Linked DNA regions of Oryctolagus cuniculus: region 1 is linked to region 2. A link is a contact called in public Micro-C data. All regions are on one chromosome and are shown on one strand. Each heading gives the region's core, a stretch centred on a gene start, on an enhancer-like site or on the middle of the called end of the contact. The rest is flanking DNA. Distances are from core to core; before and after follow the strand shown. Region 1 holds the start of HOXD4 (homeobox D4). Region 2 has its middle 330 kb from the start of MTX2.

What was found. A called contact is a pair of places that touch in the nucleus more often than the background predicts.
Region 1: a Micro-C map of ear pinna shows a contact between it and region 2, with 13 times the contacts expected there. The contact joins the promoter of HOXD4 here to the enhancer-like site in region 2. A contact is called at or near these places in 5 of 6 Hi-C or Micro-C datasets (ear pinna, liver, psoas muscle and 2 more).

Annotation. Positions count from the first base shown.
Region 1 is chr3:65,091,410-65,098,189 of mOryCun1.1, reverse strand. It overlaps HOXD4 (homeobox D4), which reads left to right and starts at 2,418. Exons shown (of 5, transcript XR_011387580.1): 1 at 2,418-3,461.
Region 2 is chr3:64,630,067-64,637,099 of mOryCun1.1, reverse strand. No RefSeq gene overlaps it. Among named protein-coding and RNA genes, the nearest start is that of MTX2, 330 kb to the left of the region's middle. Within about 2 kb of position 3,324, at least 4 of the 8 cell types and tissues checked have an H3K27ac peak or open chromatin away from gene starts, as enhancers often do. A contact at or near this core is called in ear pinna, where this site is marked.

The sequences.
Region 1 (6,780 bases), core at 1,169-3,668, 460 kb before region 2:
TGAGAAACGTCTGGCATCGGCCAGGTCAGAGGCAATGCAGCACCTTGGCTTCCACCCCCCAGCCCCCAGCCCCCACCTCGGGAAGACTCTATGGCTGTGACATTTGCCGACCTAAGCCAGGAAAGACAGTTTTAAGTCACGGGTAGCTAGGGGCTTAAGCATTTGCACAGGAGGAGACAGCTGCAAATGCACAAGCTGGATTTGGGACCGCTTTTGCTCTGGGTGCTGTTGGCTGTGCAGAGCAAGGATGCCAAGGGCTGGCCAAGACCATGGCCGGGGAACAGCCTTGGGCATACACTGTCCAAAGACTGGTGCTGGCTAAACTCCAGCTGCCCTTGATGGAAGCGATTTCTGTTTATATCAGCAAAACTTGCTGTCTCTCACACAGAACGCTCCCCGTATGTCACCTTATTATCAGGTGAGGGTTCCTAGTGCATGGGTGGGTGTGGAAATCAAGAGGAGATAAAAATGTCACTTCCTTAGCGTTCTGTGCTGCCGTGGAAGTGTACTTCTGGCCCCATCGGCTCCATTAACCATGCAGCTAATGTACAAAAAATGCTTCAGTGGCAGTATTTCCTAGATTTGAGAATGTGAATTTGTACATATCCACAGATGACACAAGTGCAGAAAATGTTGTCTACAAACATAGGTGTGTGTGTTTTGTAGTTGGGAAAGGACGTGGATTTGTCTCCAAATAAAGACCTTGAGGAATGACACAACACACACACACTCGCCACCTTCTATCTTAGAATAGCCTGTCTTGTTTCATGGACACAGACTGGCAGTGGGGAGTGCACAAGAAGCCCTTCGGACGGACTCAAATTTGCAACATTTGCACTGAGGCAACATGCAGACATTTTTGCTGCAGAAATTTGCATAAACCTTCAGAGAACACTTTGCAAACCCGGGCGGTGGTGGTGCTTTTCTGCTCTGGACTACTGCAGCCTGCTTAGAGAAAAATAGGACCCTCCAATGTGAGCAGTGAATGAAAGAATCACGCCTTGAGTGATTTAGGTTCTCTGTTTGCAAGCACCAGAAACACACAATAGAAGGATGTGGGTCTCAGTGGTTTCTAGAGAAAAGTCAGTTTAGAGACGCCATTGTGTGAGGTTCCACAAAGCCCGGTATGTTGTCTACCTCCGCACAGGGGGACAAGTGTGCAAATATGGCTGCTCTTTCAGTGCTGAGTCTGCCCAGTCCTCATTCCCAAGCTGAAAAGGAGAGCCATAAAGCTTTTGTGTGGGTAAAAGGGGAGAAGATAATGAGCCAAAATGATGATTGAAATTATTTCTCAAAAAGACCTAGAATTGAGCAATCGCTTTACTCAGTTCCTTATGTATAGAGCAGTGTAAAGTGTTCTGGACTTGGGAGGGCCCAACAACTTGCCTCATTCGCTTATGTAATTTAAAAAATGCCGTTTTATTCATCAATGCAGGTATTGCTATTTCACACCCCAGCTGTGTCCTCTGCTTCCTGGCGCCTGCTGACGCCTTGGGCATCTAGAGGGGTACAAAGGAGGAGTGAGGACATTTTAATAGACCCCGGCTGCTGTGTGGCTCCCTGCAGCAAGGTTAGGGCCCACTGGCTTTTCTGGAAAGAGGATGACTTTTGCTGACAGATGACAACAGAAGTCTAATCAAAAATCATCTCAGGTCATAGGATACAAATGGCCTGCCCCAGAGGGTGCTGAAGTCTACCACCACCCAGGTATTTACTGACTGGGAAGATGTCCATAGCAGAGAACTTAGGCACAGGCACTCACTGCGAAGCTTTATAAACATATAGACCAGCAATCTAAAAAGGCTACCTCGGAAAGGACTGGGTGGGGCGGGGGCGGGGTTTATCTCTGACACAGGTGCAGAAGCCTGCACAGCCCTGTTCCACAAAGGCACTGCTGGGGGCCAGCCAATTTCATTTCAGGGACAGGGGAGCTCACCGGAGCAGTTCCTATGAAAAACACAAAGGGGATGTGATGCCTGCCTTTGAGGAAAAAGAATCAGACATTTTTTTCTGGGCTGATTTTGGAGAGCCACACCTTTCCTGGACAAATGCAGCCCTTCTTCAGTGCTGCAGTGCGCAGGCTTCTCCACGGACAGTCATTTGGGGGAGGGGAGGAAAAGGGGGTAACTAGAATTAAATTCCATAAGAATAAGAACTGTTCTCAGAGGGAACCTAAAGTGAGGGGTTTCAGAAAGGTTGCTTCCCCCCTAAGCTGAGCCTGTACGGGAGGGAGGATGCCTCCGTGGGGACAAGCACCCGGCAGCCTGCGCTCTGAGGGTATTGTGGACAGATAGGTTGACAAGCACCTGAAGCCATTTCCGGCCTTGGAGCGGGTCGTCGACCCTCCTACCACCCCAGGAAATGGGAGGGACCCCAGTTTATGTCGGAACAGAGGGAGGGGGCGCTTTCTTGGCCTGCAGAGCCCAGGTTTTCTGCGCAAGACCACTGGTGTTGGCTTGATGGGAGAAGCAAGGGGGCAAAAACCGAAAGTGCTTGGCGGCCCTTCCGCGGGGGGGGGGGGGGGGGGGCGGGGAGCAGGAGAGGCCACGCGCCCCAGAAAGGCTAGAGGTGGGGGGCGGGGGTGTCCTCGGGGATCGCGGGCGCAGCGCCGGAGCCGCATGGAGCTCATGCTTCCCTCCCACGCAGTGGCTCGCTGCGCAGAGACGTGGAGCCCAGCAAATCCCCCCCACCAAAAAAAAAAAAAACACCAAATAATTCCTGGAAAAGAGGAGAGGAAGAGACAGGAAAACGAACACTAGGGAGCTAACTGAGGGAAAGGAGAGGGACAGAGAAAGAGAGAAAAGGAAAGAAGGGAGGGAGCGAGAGAGGAAGGAGAAGAGAGAAGAGAGGGAGAGATAGAGAGGAAAAACATGGCGCTTGCGAGCTGTATGTGCAAAATCCGCAAGGAATTGCAGTAAATTCCTTTTTGTTTGAAGAAAATTTACAACTTGGTAATAGACCTTTTTATGACCTATTTGCGGTCGTCATTGGCTGCGGCTGGTCATGTGCAGGCGCCGCTCTCCTTCACGGCCTTTTTCCTGATTTCCCAGGCGAATTTTCCCCCGCATTCTGCTTTCCCAGAGCCTCACCCCCTCTTTTTCTAACCTTTGTCTCTGCAGAGGTGGGCTCCAGTCGCCGGCTGCGGGATTGCGGGGTCCGCAGCGGCCTCGGCTCCCGCCCGGCGCCCAGCCTGACCTCCCCGCGGCTGCCTCCGGAGCCGGCGGAGAGCCCGGCGGGGGAGCCCGGAAGAAGCCCCAGGCGCCGAGCCCCCCGCCGGCGCTGACACCGCCTGCCGGGAGCAGCCGGCCGGCTACGGGTGACTGCGGCCCCGCGCCTCCGACGCGGTTCCCTCTCCAGCATGAGCTGCTCGCTGCCGCCGGGAGTGCGCCAAGGCCGGCAGCGCCTAATGGATTACAGCAGCCGCCCGGGCCGACCGCCGCCTGCAGCTCGGCAGCCTCCGGGTAAGAGTCGCCCACTCTCCGCGCCCCAGCACTGCCAGCGGGAAGCCCAGGGCGCCGACCGCCGGGTGCAGCTCGGGAGCCGGGCGGGCCCTCTCTGCCGTCCCCCGGAACCTGGGGGTCGCTGGTCCCCTGTCCCCTGGTCCCTCCAGCCCCAGGACGTCCCCTGGGGCTCCGGGTGGGGTCGGGCAGCGCTCAGAAGTCGAGGGGAGAAGCCCCATTTTCTCCAGAGAAGCGTGTCGCGGGCTGGGTGGAGAGCACTCGCGGCCCCCCGGGAAGAAGGGCGTGACGACGGTTTCTGTCCACCTCAGCCTCGCTGGCGGGTCGCAAAAGGCACCCTCTAGTACACAACAGTGGCTTTGCGGTTTGTCTGTGGTCAGAGGTACCAGAGAGGCTAACAGGTGTTTTTGTGTGTGATTTTTTTTTTAAAGGATTGGGGCTTGGGTGGGGGTGGGGTGGGTTCTGGTATTCCGGGTGTGCCTGATTTTTAAATGTAGGTTTTGGTGAATGATGCCGGCTAATTTCTAGGGTTTATGGTTGATTGGGCCTTGCGTAAGATGCAATCTGAAATATTCTTAAAGGTTTCTCTAGTTCTCACAGAATTTCTGTAACCAGTCTGGATTGATTCCTTCCACATACGTTAATCCGTCAGGTGAATTTGAATGATTTTATGTCACAAAATGAATGCGGGGGTGGGGGGAGGGTGATAATAGTATCAGAGAATCTGGTGTAGGTTTGGGGGGAAAACCCAATAGACATTTCAGAAATGCAAAGCATTTCTGAGTTCAAACATCGCGTGTGTTTTTCATTTACCAGAGCAGGAAAAGAAAAAGTCTTTTCTCTTTGTAAATGTATTGTTTTCTTTGCCTATCAATAAATATTATACAGCAACATTTTTACCCTTTACTTCAAAGCTACTGAACCAAAACATGCGTAAAGGAAAAAAAAAAAAAACCCTTCGTAGAAAATAAAAAAGCCACAAATTGCAGTTTCGTCACGCCGGTTTTGAGTGGCACCTGACGGTGCAGGTCGAAAATCCTGTGGCCCATTCCCTCGTGATCGCGCGGTGAAGTCGTGAAACCCTTGCACAATCTGCCGCATTGCGCACAGGGCAGGCCTGCGCCGTGGCGGGTGTCGGCCCAAAGCACCCAGCGGCGAATCCGAACGTATTGGGCCCCGAATAGTCCGCTGTGACAGTGTTTCTGAACAATAAATGACATCTTGATCATTTTTAGTTATTAGAGATGCAATCACGCCCTTTTCAAAATGGAGGACCACAATTTGTGGCCAGTTGATGTGCGCGAGGTTCTCCTGGATCAGGAACTGATCATTCATAAGAAACTCATAGATGACTTTTTTTTTTTTTTAATTGGAACGTCTGTATTTTGTCACTATTTCCCCACCTCGGGTACCACGGTTGCTAAAACCAGTCTTCGTTGTCGTTAAAACGCATTGCGTACTGAGCAGCAGGCTCCCGGATCAGGGTTCCTAGGCCCCGCCAGAGCAGCCCCTGCATCGGCAGGGGTGGGGTGGGGTGGGGACGGGGTGGAGTTGGGGCGCCGATGGACAAACCCTGTGTTCAGAGCCTAGGTCGCTTGTCCCTAGGTCTGGTGGCCCAGCGCCCCCGGGCGACTAAAGACGTGGGCGAGCCGCAGGTCCGATGACGCAGCAGAGGGTGGTGTCCTGGGCAGACACGGAGGACTGAGGGGCTCTTTGTAAGCCCCCTTGGTCGCATGAAGAGCTTGTTGTAAAGAAACGGCCGGTTGCATCTCAGGGAATAAATAATCTGCAGACTGCATTTGAACCCGGGCCATGCAGTCCAAGAGGGGACTGGGAACGCTGTGGCTGAGGCCGGAAAAGCCTCCATTGTCTCTTAACACAACAAAATGAAACAAAATGGAAAGCACTGCAGCTCCGCGAGCTCAGCAGCCCGGAAGCGCAACTCCCAGCGCCGTGGGCCCGAACCTCGGTCTGTTTCTGCACGAGGGAGCCGGTGGCACGTCCAGGCCTCGGGGACGCCGGGCCAGGCTGGCTGCTGGGCTTGCGACCCGGGCTTGCGGCGCCGCCACACACACGGCCACGCACCGGGGCAGGCCGCCGAGCACGCTGCCCCTCGCGTGTTCCTCCAAGTCAACGTATTTCGGCAGAGTTCCGTTCTCAGAGCTCGAGACACAGGGAAATCGGAACAAAGACAGTATTTCACCCTGGGCTGGCAGGCAGCTGTTAGAGGTATTTACGGCCTCGCCGCAGTGCGGCGGCGGCCGCCGGGCAGGGTGTGCAGGGGCGCCGGAAGCTGCGGAGAGGCCGCTGGGAATTCTCATTCAAACCCAATTTAGGGCCACGCTATGAATAGATGCCCACTTTCTGGGGACTAGTTCGTTGGTCGTGAAGGCTTTGCAGGGTGAGGGAGAAGCTGGGCTCCCTGGACGTGGTAGGGTGGCTGGCCCCGACTGGATAGACGAAATCAGGGAAGCGGTGCCCCGAGTGGGCAGGGTGTGATCCAGACGACAACCTCGAGAAGCGACCACTGGCACCACTGAACAGGGCTTTGCAAATCGGAAAGGACGGGCCAAGTTTTTAATTCAGGTTTTCCTGGGACAGAAAAGCGCATTTCCTGTCTCTTTGACGTGGGGCTTCCAGGCTCCTCTGCAGCTAGGCGCGGGAGCAGTGCGCGCCGCCGCGCCCCGCACGGCGCTGCGCACGCCGCGGGCACGGCTCGGTGCCCCCGCGCGCCGGCCACGCACGCTCGCCGGGTGCCTGGCGCATGTGCAGTAAAGTGGCCCGACCCCGGGATTCCTCCCGCAGCACGGGCAGGGGGCGGGGGCGCGTGGCCTCGGAGCTGGAAGCTGGAACCCGACGTGTCCGGCAGGATTCGCGCCTGGGCTTGCTTTCAGTTCAGCCTTCCCTCTGAATATAGCCCGGCAGCTCTGCCCTTGACCACCTGATTTCCAAATCCTCACGATTTACCGCCTCCCCCGATTTAAATCCGTGCGTTAGCAGTATGCTGCAAATACCAGCCAGTGGCTAGAGGAAAGAGAATTCCCTGCAGGTGTTACTGTGTGTGTCACCCGGGGGGGGGGGGGTGTGAATGGGATTTTTCACCCTGGCGTGTCTGTTTTGGGAAAAGGCCCTCCCTTCTGGCGCCTGTTCAAACCGCCAAACTTCAGGCCGATCTTTCTGCCCCGCCATTCCCGGATCTTGTTACGCCGGCGCAGCACGTTCTAGGGCTATGTGGGGGCCGGCGGCTCAGCGGAGAGCAGGCAAATAAATAAATAAACGACAAACTGGAGGGATTTTCCGCCTGGGCTCGCCTGCTTAATGA
Region 2 (7,033 bases), core at 2,075-4,574:
ATAGTTCCCCAGGCTATAGTATGGGATTAGTACTATCTAGACACATATGTAGCAAAATAAGGGGAAAAATTTTCCAAAATTTTATCAGAATTTAAGGGAGTGGGCCAGTGCCGTGGCTCACTAGGCTAATCCTCCTCCTGCGGCACCGGCACACCAGGTTCTAGTCCCGGTTGGGGCACTGGATTCTGTCCCGGTTGCTCCTCTTCCAGGCCAGCTCTCTGCTGTGGCCCAGGAGGGCAGTGGAGGATGGCCCAAGTGCTTGGGTCCTGCACCCCATGGGAGACCAGGATAAGCACCTGGCTCCTGGCTTCAGATCGATGTAGCTCTGGCCATGGCGGCCATTTGGGGGGCGAACCAACGGAAGGAAGACCTTTCTCTCTGTCTCTCTCTCTCTCACTGTCCAACTCTGCCTGGCAAAAAAAAAAAAAAAAATTTAAGAGAGTGGGGGTTGAAAGTTAAGTTTCTTGAGGATGTTTAATTCTAAAGTTCACTTAATTTTGGTTGTATAATTGACCCCCTCGATGTGATATTAATTTTATATGTCAACTTGAATGGAATTCCCAGATACCTGGTAAAACATTTATTCATTTTTTTTAAAAAAGTACATATATGTGTATGTATACGGGTGTGTGTGCATTTGAAAGGAAGAGCATCTGGGGCAGGGGGAGAGATCCTCTGTCCTCTGGTTCACACTCCAAATGGCTACAACAGTCAGGTCTGAGCCAGGCCAAAGCTAGGAGCCATGGGCCAGGAACTCCATCTTGGTCTCCCACATGGGTGATGGGGGCTCAAGTACTTAGGACATCTTCTGCTGCCTTCCCAGGCCCATTAACAGGAAACTGGAACAGAAGCGGAGTAGCTGGGACTTAAACCAGCACTCTGATAGGGATGTTAGGGTCGCAAGTGACAGTTTAACCCACTGTGCCACAATGCTGGCCCTAAGAATATATGTATTTTTAAAACTATTTATTTTCATTCACTTGAAAGGCAGAGAGGGGCGGGGCAGAGACATAGAGACAGAAAGAAACTTATCTGTTGGTTTATTCCCCAAATTCCCACAAAAGCCAGAGCTGAGCCAAACCAAAGCTTGGAGCTAGGAATACAATGTGGGTCTCCCATATACATGGCAGGGACCCAACTACTCGAGCCATCACCTGCTGCATCCCAGGGTGTGCATGAGCAAGAAGCTAGAACGGAAAGTGGAGGCAGGACTTGAACCCAGTCACTCTGATATGGGATCCAGACATCTGCAGTGATGACTGTGCCCAACCCTTGCCCCGTGGTAAAACACTTCTGAGCATGTCTGTGGGGGTATTTCTGGCAGGGATTCACACTTCATTAGTGCATTGAGTAAAGAAGGCCTACCTGCACCCACGTGAGTCGCCATCATGCAATCCACAGAAATAGAAAAGGTTGAGAAAGAGAGAATAGTCTCTTTCTCTTTTTCTCTTGCCTTTGTACATTGGAGCTCCTGATATGGGAACTTTAGGACTTACATCAAGGCCCCTCTACCAGGCCCCAGGATCACACACACCACTGGCTCTCCCTGTTTTCCAGCTTGCAGACTGCATATGTGGGTCTTCTGGGCCTCCATGGTCACATGAGCCAAGTCCCATTTGTGTGTGTGTGTGTGTGTGTGTGCACATCCATATGTGTGTATGCTATCGACGCGTAGATCCATCATACTGGTTCTGTTCCTATCTGGTTCCACCTCTGCTTGATCTTATGAGCCAATTCCCATCTCTCTCTCACACACACACCTTATTGGTTCTGTTCCCCTGGAGAACCATAACTAACATAGTAAGCAAATCATTGGCAATGAAATAAACAACCTTGGCTCGTTGGAAGTACAACAGGAATGAGAAATCTGACAGATCATGCAATTGTTCATGTTTAGTGTCTATTTTGAAAGGAATGCAATAAGAACTCCACAAAGGCTTTTGACTGTGCCCAGATGCTCATGGTTCCCCCCACAGAGTGAACCTTTCCTCTGGGTTTATTTTCTGGGACTACTTCTATTTTTTGTTGTTGATGCTTGTGTTTTGGTTTTGAGTTATATACTAATTGTGGTTTCGTTCCAGCTAACAAGACTGACCTCTTAGATCTCTCAATGACAGAATCACAATACCATTGTTGGACCAGAAAACTACCCATTAGAGTCAACACAGCTACCAGGGTTATTAGGCAGCAGGTGTGTGTGTGTGTGTGTGTGTGTGTTTCTCTGAGTCACTCACCAAAAGACACTTTGTATAGCTTCAGCTATTTTGAGTACAGTTACAGTCCCTGGCTTGGACTTACTTTGGCAAACTAGTAGTGTGTGTATTAGTGCGGGCAATAAAAACCTCTTGGAAAATATGTTTTTTAAAAAATATGTGTCTTCCTGTAGAACACTCTTACTTATACTTTCTGAAAATTAATTACATGTAGGCATGACATGTAGTCTCACATAGCTAGTTGATTCTTACCAAAGCTTACGAGGAATATGCACAAGCATTGGTCCAGAGAGACATCTCCAGGGCTTGTCCCAGGGAGTGGCTGGAGCTGTCACAACTACAAAAGGCCCATCAAGGGCTGGCACCTCTCACTCCCGTATTCTCTGCCTCTGTCGCTGCATAGCTGTTTGCCAGGGTGAGGCACACAAGGAATCCCATAGGGCAAGGAGTTGTGGATCTCAGGAGTCACTTTCTGAATTTGGCGGACATTCCAGCAGTCACAGGATGGCAGAAGGTCGAACGAGGACAGGCTGTGTGACCAAATACCGAGCGCTCAGGTTGGCTTCTGATTTTGTGTCTGAGTGGCCATCGGGGCACCCATTCACAGGCCCGTGTCCTTGGGCAAGCTACTTGGCCTGTCTGCCTTGGTTTCCTCATCCATATTGGGAATAATAACTGTCCCTGCTTCGTGGGGTTGTTTGAGGGCTGAGCGAGTTAACACGTGGAAAACACTAGACTAATACCTGGCGCACCATGCTAGTCGCTTTCTTTACCTATTATCCCACTAACTGATCTCCCGTGAACTAGTCAGGAATAAACCACTAGTCCTGCCTCTGTGAGAGTCCCAAGCAGAGGCCAGAAGGCATCACCGGAGGCAACCGTTTAGACCAGACACGAGCAAGGACATGTGTTCCTGTGTGAAATGTTGGGGGCCATGGGGTTAACCCCTGTTTCTACAAGTTCTCCAGACCCTCGTTAGGGGTTCCTACGCCTGGCCGGGGGGCGTTCTCCTCCAACTCCTTGGATTTCTCCCAGGTTGTCCTCCTCAGCAAAGCGAAAGGCTAAGAGCTCCAGCTAGAGACGCCTGCTTGCAATAGCACGGGGCGCGCGGCACCGCGGAGCAGCGCAGCCCCGCCGCAGGCCCCCGGCCCGGCTCGGTCCCCGGAGCCACCCTGGGTGGCTCTCACCCAGGGCCGCACGGTCCGCTCCAGACACCAGGTGGGCACCACCCATCTCGCGATGGGCACCACACCAGAAAATCTTTTTCATTGTCTGGTCTTCCAATAGCTGAGCCCGGAATTCGATGGAACTTCAGGTATAGGGGTTGAAGAAAAGTCCCATTGAACCTCCCGCCGCCACTCCCGGGCCCGCGGGGGACGTTCCCGGCGTGCTCCTACTGCGGTCCCCCGCACCCGCGCTGACCCCTCGCTCGCCCCGCTCCTCTAAATGATTCATCTAATTTCTTCAGCACCAGGCCGGCAAGGCCAGGGACGGCTTCGCTCTCCGAACGTGAAGCCGTTGCCGCGTTCCGCTTTCCTGCTGGGGGCTGGGGGAGTTATTAAAATGGACTTGGCTTTCACAGCCCTTTTTGGGGGATGTTGAGGCTCATGGTTAAGCCAACTGCCCATTTCTAAATGCGGGATCTTCCTACTCCTCCAGTCCCCTTCCACGCCAGCCCTCTGAATCCAGAGGCGGCTGGGGGATGGCAGCAATGCAGAAATTCTATGTTTAAAAAAAAAAAAGAAAAAAAGAAAGAAAGAAAAGCCACTAAAAAAAAAACATACAGGAGCGCCTTTCCATTTCCCCTCCCCCTCCTTATGGCCCAGGCCACCCTCCAACAGTGACACCTAGTGGTCAAATATAAATTAGACTAATTTTTCACAGAAAATAGCATTTCCTCTAAAAGCAAGCAAAGACTGAGCCCCATCTCCTCTTGCAGTGAAAGCACAGAAAGATAGATTCTCCTTAATTCATGACTAAAATATGTTAATGTTTGGAGGAAGCAGTTATATGTATTTCTAAGACCCTATTGAAGCTTTTAAATGTGTTTTCTTTATCATTTCTATGGACACATGCTTAGTTTGCTTTCCTTAGATAATGACCAACTTGATTTTACTGTAATTCCAAATCTTGGACATGTCTGAGACATGTTAGGTTTCAACACCTAAAATGCATATTTGGAAATATAACATTTAAAAATGAGTTGTGCTACAAATCCACTATTTGCACAATCTGTCTCAAGCTCCTGTAGTGGGTACTATTTACTTGCATTTGTTTTTGGCAACTGTGTTCATTCAAAAGGACAGCAAGGACTTGCTCTAATCCCTGTTTCAAATTTGGTACAGACTCTATTCAGTAAATATAATTGGATACTCAGCTAGGGAGGTTCTCACCAAGTGCACTGGTCAGGTACAGCCGAGTCCCCGGATAGAGCCTTCCTTCAAGACCTTCTAATGCATGGACTATCATCGTCATGCAACAGTTAAGGTGAGCAGAAATCTCCCTGGTATGGAAACGTGACGCCAAATTCATGATTCAAATGTGTCCCATTCCAGCTGTGTGGTCTTGGGAAATCATTTGACCGGTTTGACTAGCATTTCTCTTTCTCTAGTTGCTCCTTATACAAGAAGTTTTCTTAGCTACCTTTCAGAAAATTTATTAGATAAATTTGAAAACACAGGAAACCTCTTCATAATCAATGGCAAGTAGGATTACCACACTAATATAATACACTCATATACACACATGAAAGAAGACCTTAGATATGTGATTGATTGATTATACATACAAACAAAAAAATAACCTCCAATGACTGAAATAATATTTCTAGCCACCAAAACTTAGCACTTACTTTTAAGTATTAAGATTGGCAGTACCATGCGTTTGGACATAATATATCTCTCAAAACATGAAATTTAACTGTGTGAAGGTAGAAAAAAAAGGACTCCCTATTTTAAGAAAGGGAAATGGCATTTTCAGAGGACTAAGATTTTAATTCAGGCCATCAGTGTAGACTAATTGAGCACATACTTTGCGCTAGGTGCTGTACTAGATATTTCCAGAATAACAGGGTACAAGCATGTAAGAACATGTAAGAAACATGTAACATGTAAACAAACATGTAAGAACTCCTGCCTTCACAGTTTTACATTCCAGGGGGTGATTGGAGGACATGGGAAAAGGCAAAATGAAAAAGAGACGCAGTTACTTCATTAGAAGGCAACATATGAGAAAAGTAAGCATGGGAAGAGCGTGTGTGTTGGGGAGAGGGTGCAGTTTTATGGAGAGTGGTCCAGAAAGGCCTCTGTGGAGAGATGATGTGATGAATCTAAAAGGAAAAGACACTGCTGCATCCCCGTTATCTAATGCGCAACTTTATTTCCACACCGAGAAGGCGTCTTCCTGAGACAGTCCCTAGAACTGGACACAGGAAAGGCCAGGGTGAACCCGTCTGTGCCTCCTGCTACCCTGCAATCTGTGTGCTAGCAGCTGGCCGAGAGGTGCTGCTGAAATGCTGATTCCCCGCGAGTTTCTTCTGTGCACAGCCCTGGTAGATGTGACCAAGGACTCCAAAAAGGTTTATACCTTAGTTAACAAATGATTTTTGCAGCTCAAGGGGGAAGTGAGCATTCCCTAGCTCAGCAGTGCCCTTTCTCATAGCGGCCGGTTTGCCTGCCTGCTGTGCACCCAGCATGGCCATGTAGTTCTCTCTCTGGGCGGGAAGCCAGCCCATGGTGCCTTCACTCACTCCCATCAGCCACCTGTCCTCAAACCCAGTAGATGCTGGGCTCTGAGGTCTTACCAGTGACTGACCCATCAGTGTTAAGAAGGGAAAATGTATTAGTAGAGCTCTGGCTCACTTCCTTTTCCTCTTTCTCATATTACAAAAATCAAATAATACTGATGACATCTTATAGCACATGAAATAAAAATATAAAACATTGAAATGGAAGTTTGGCTGGCAGGGAACCGTAACTACAGTCCTGAATGATTAGCTCCAGCTAGAACTTTCTGGAAGTCAGACCTGCTTATCCACCCCTCACCACGTGGGAGCCTAGCCAGGAGCCCAGGATTGTTTAGTCTTCTTGATGTGCTCCTGCTCCTGCTTAATGTCCCAGCCAGGACCAGCATTCTACAAAGGCAACCTGGTGATTCCTGGTGTGCAGAGAACCTCTCAATGCTTCTTCCCCCAGGTCACCCATTCGCTTCCTTAACTCCCTAATATTAAAAAAAAAAAAAGTTCCCCAGAGAGGTAAGACCTGACTTAATATTGGACTTCTGTGTAAGTGCCTGACATCAGAGAAGAGCAGATTGTACTGAGAAACAAAAGCCCTCGGTGACAGGTAGATGAGGCTGGCGGTGGGTATAAGAAACAGAGCGGGTGTTGGTGGGCACAACAGCATCACCTCCTTCCTTGCTTCACTCAATGGCAGCTCTGTCTACACCGACAGGAAGGGTCTGTAATGGCAAGGAAGACAGACTTTGGAAGGGGCTGCTGGCTCTGCCCCTGTCAGCCAGTCTGCCAGTCCCCCAGGACATCCCAGGGTGCTGTGGAGGGTAGAGTCAGATCATGTCCCTCCATCAGGAGCCAGTGAATGAGGCGGGACCATGCTGTCTCTTCCCCGTGGCCGCTGGGTAAGCAAAGCATGGTTTCCTACTGAAGGGGATGGGGTTGGCTGAGTGGGGCCGTGGCCAACCAGAGCCCATTCAAGGGAGAAGTGAGAGAGTGATTTGCTCAAGGCAGCTAAGAAAAGTACAACTGGGAGTAAACCCAGGAGAGCCCAGGCAGGCTGAGAGGGAGCCAGTGTGTAGTTGGGACT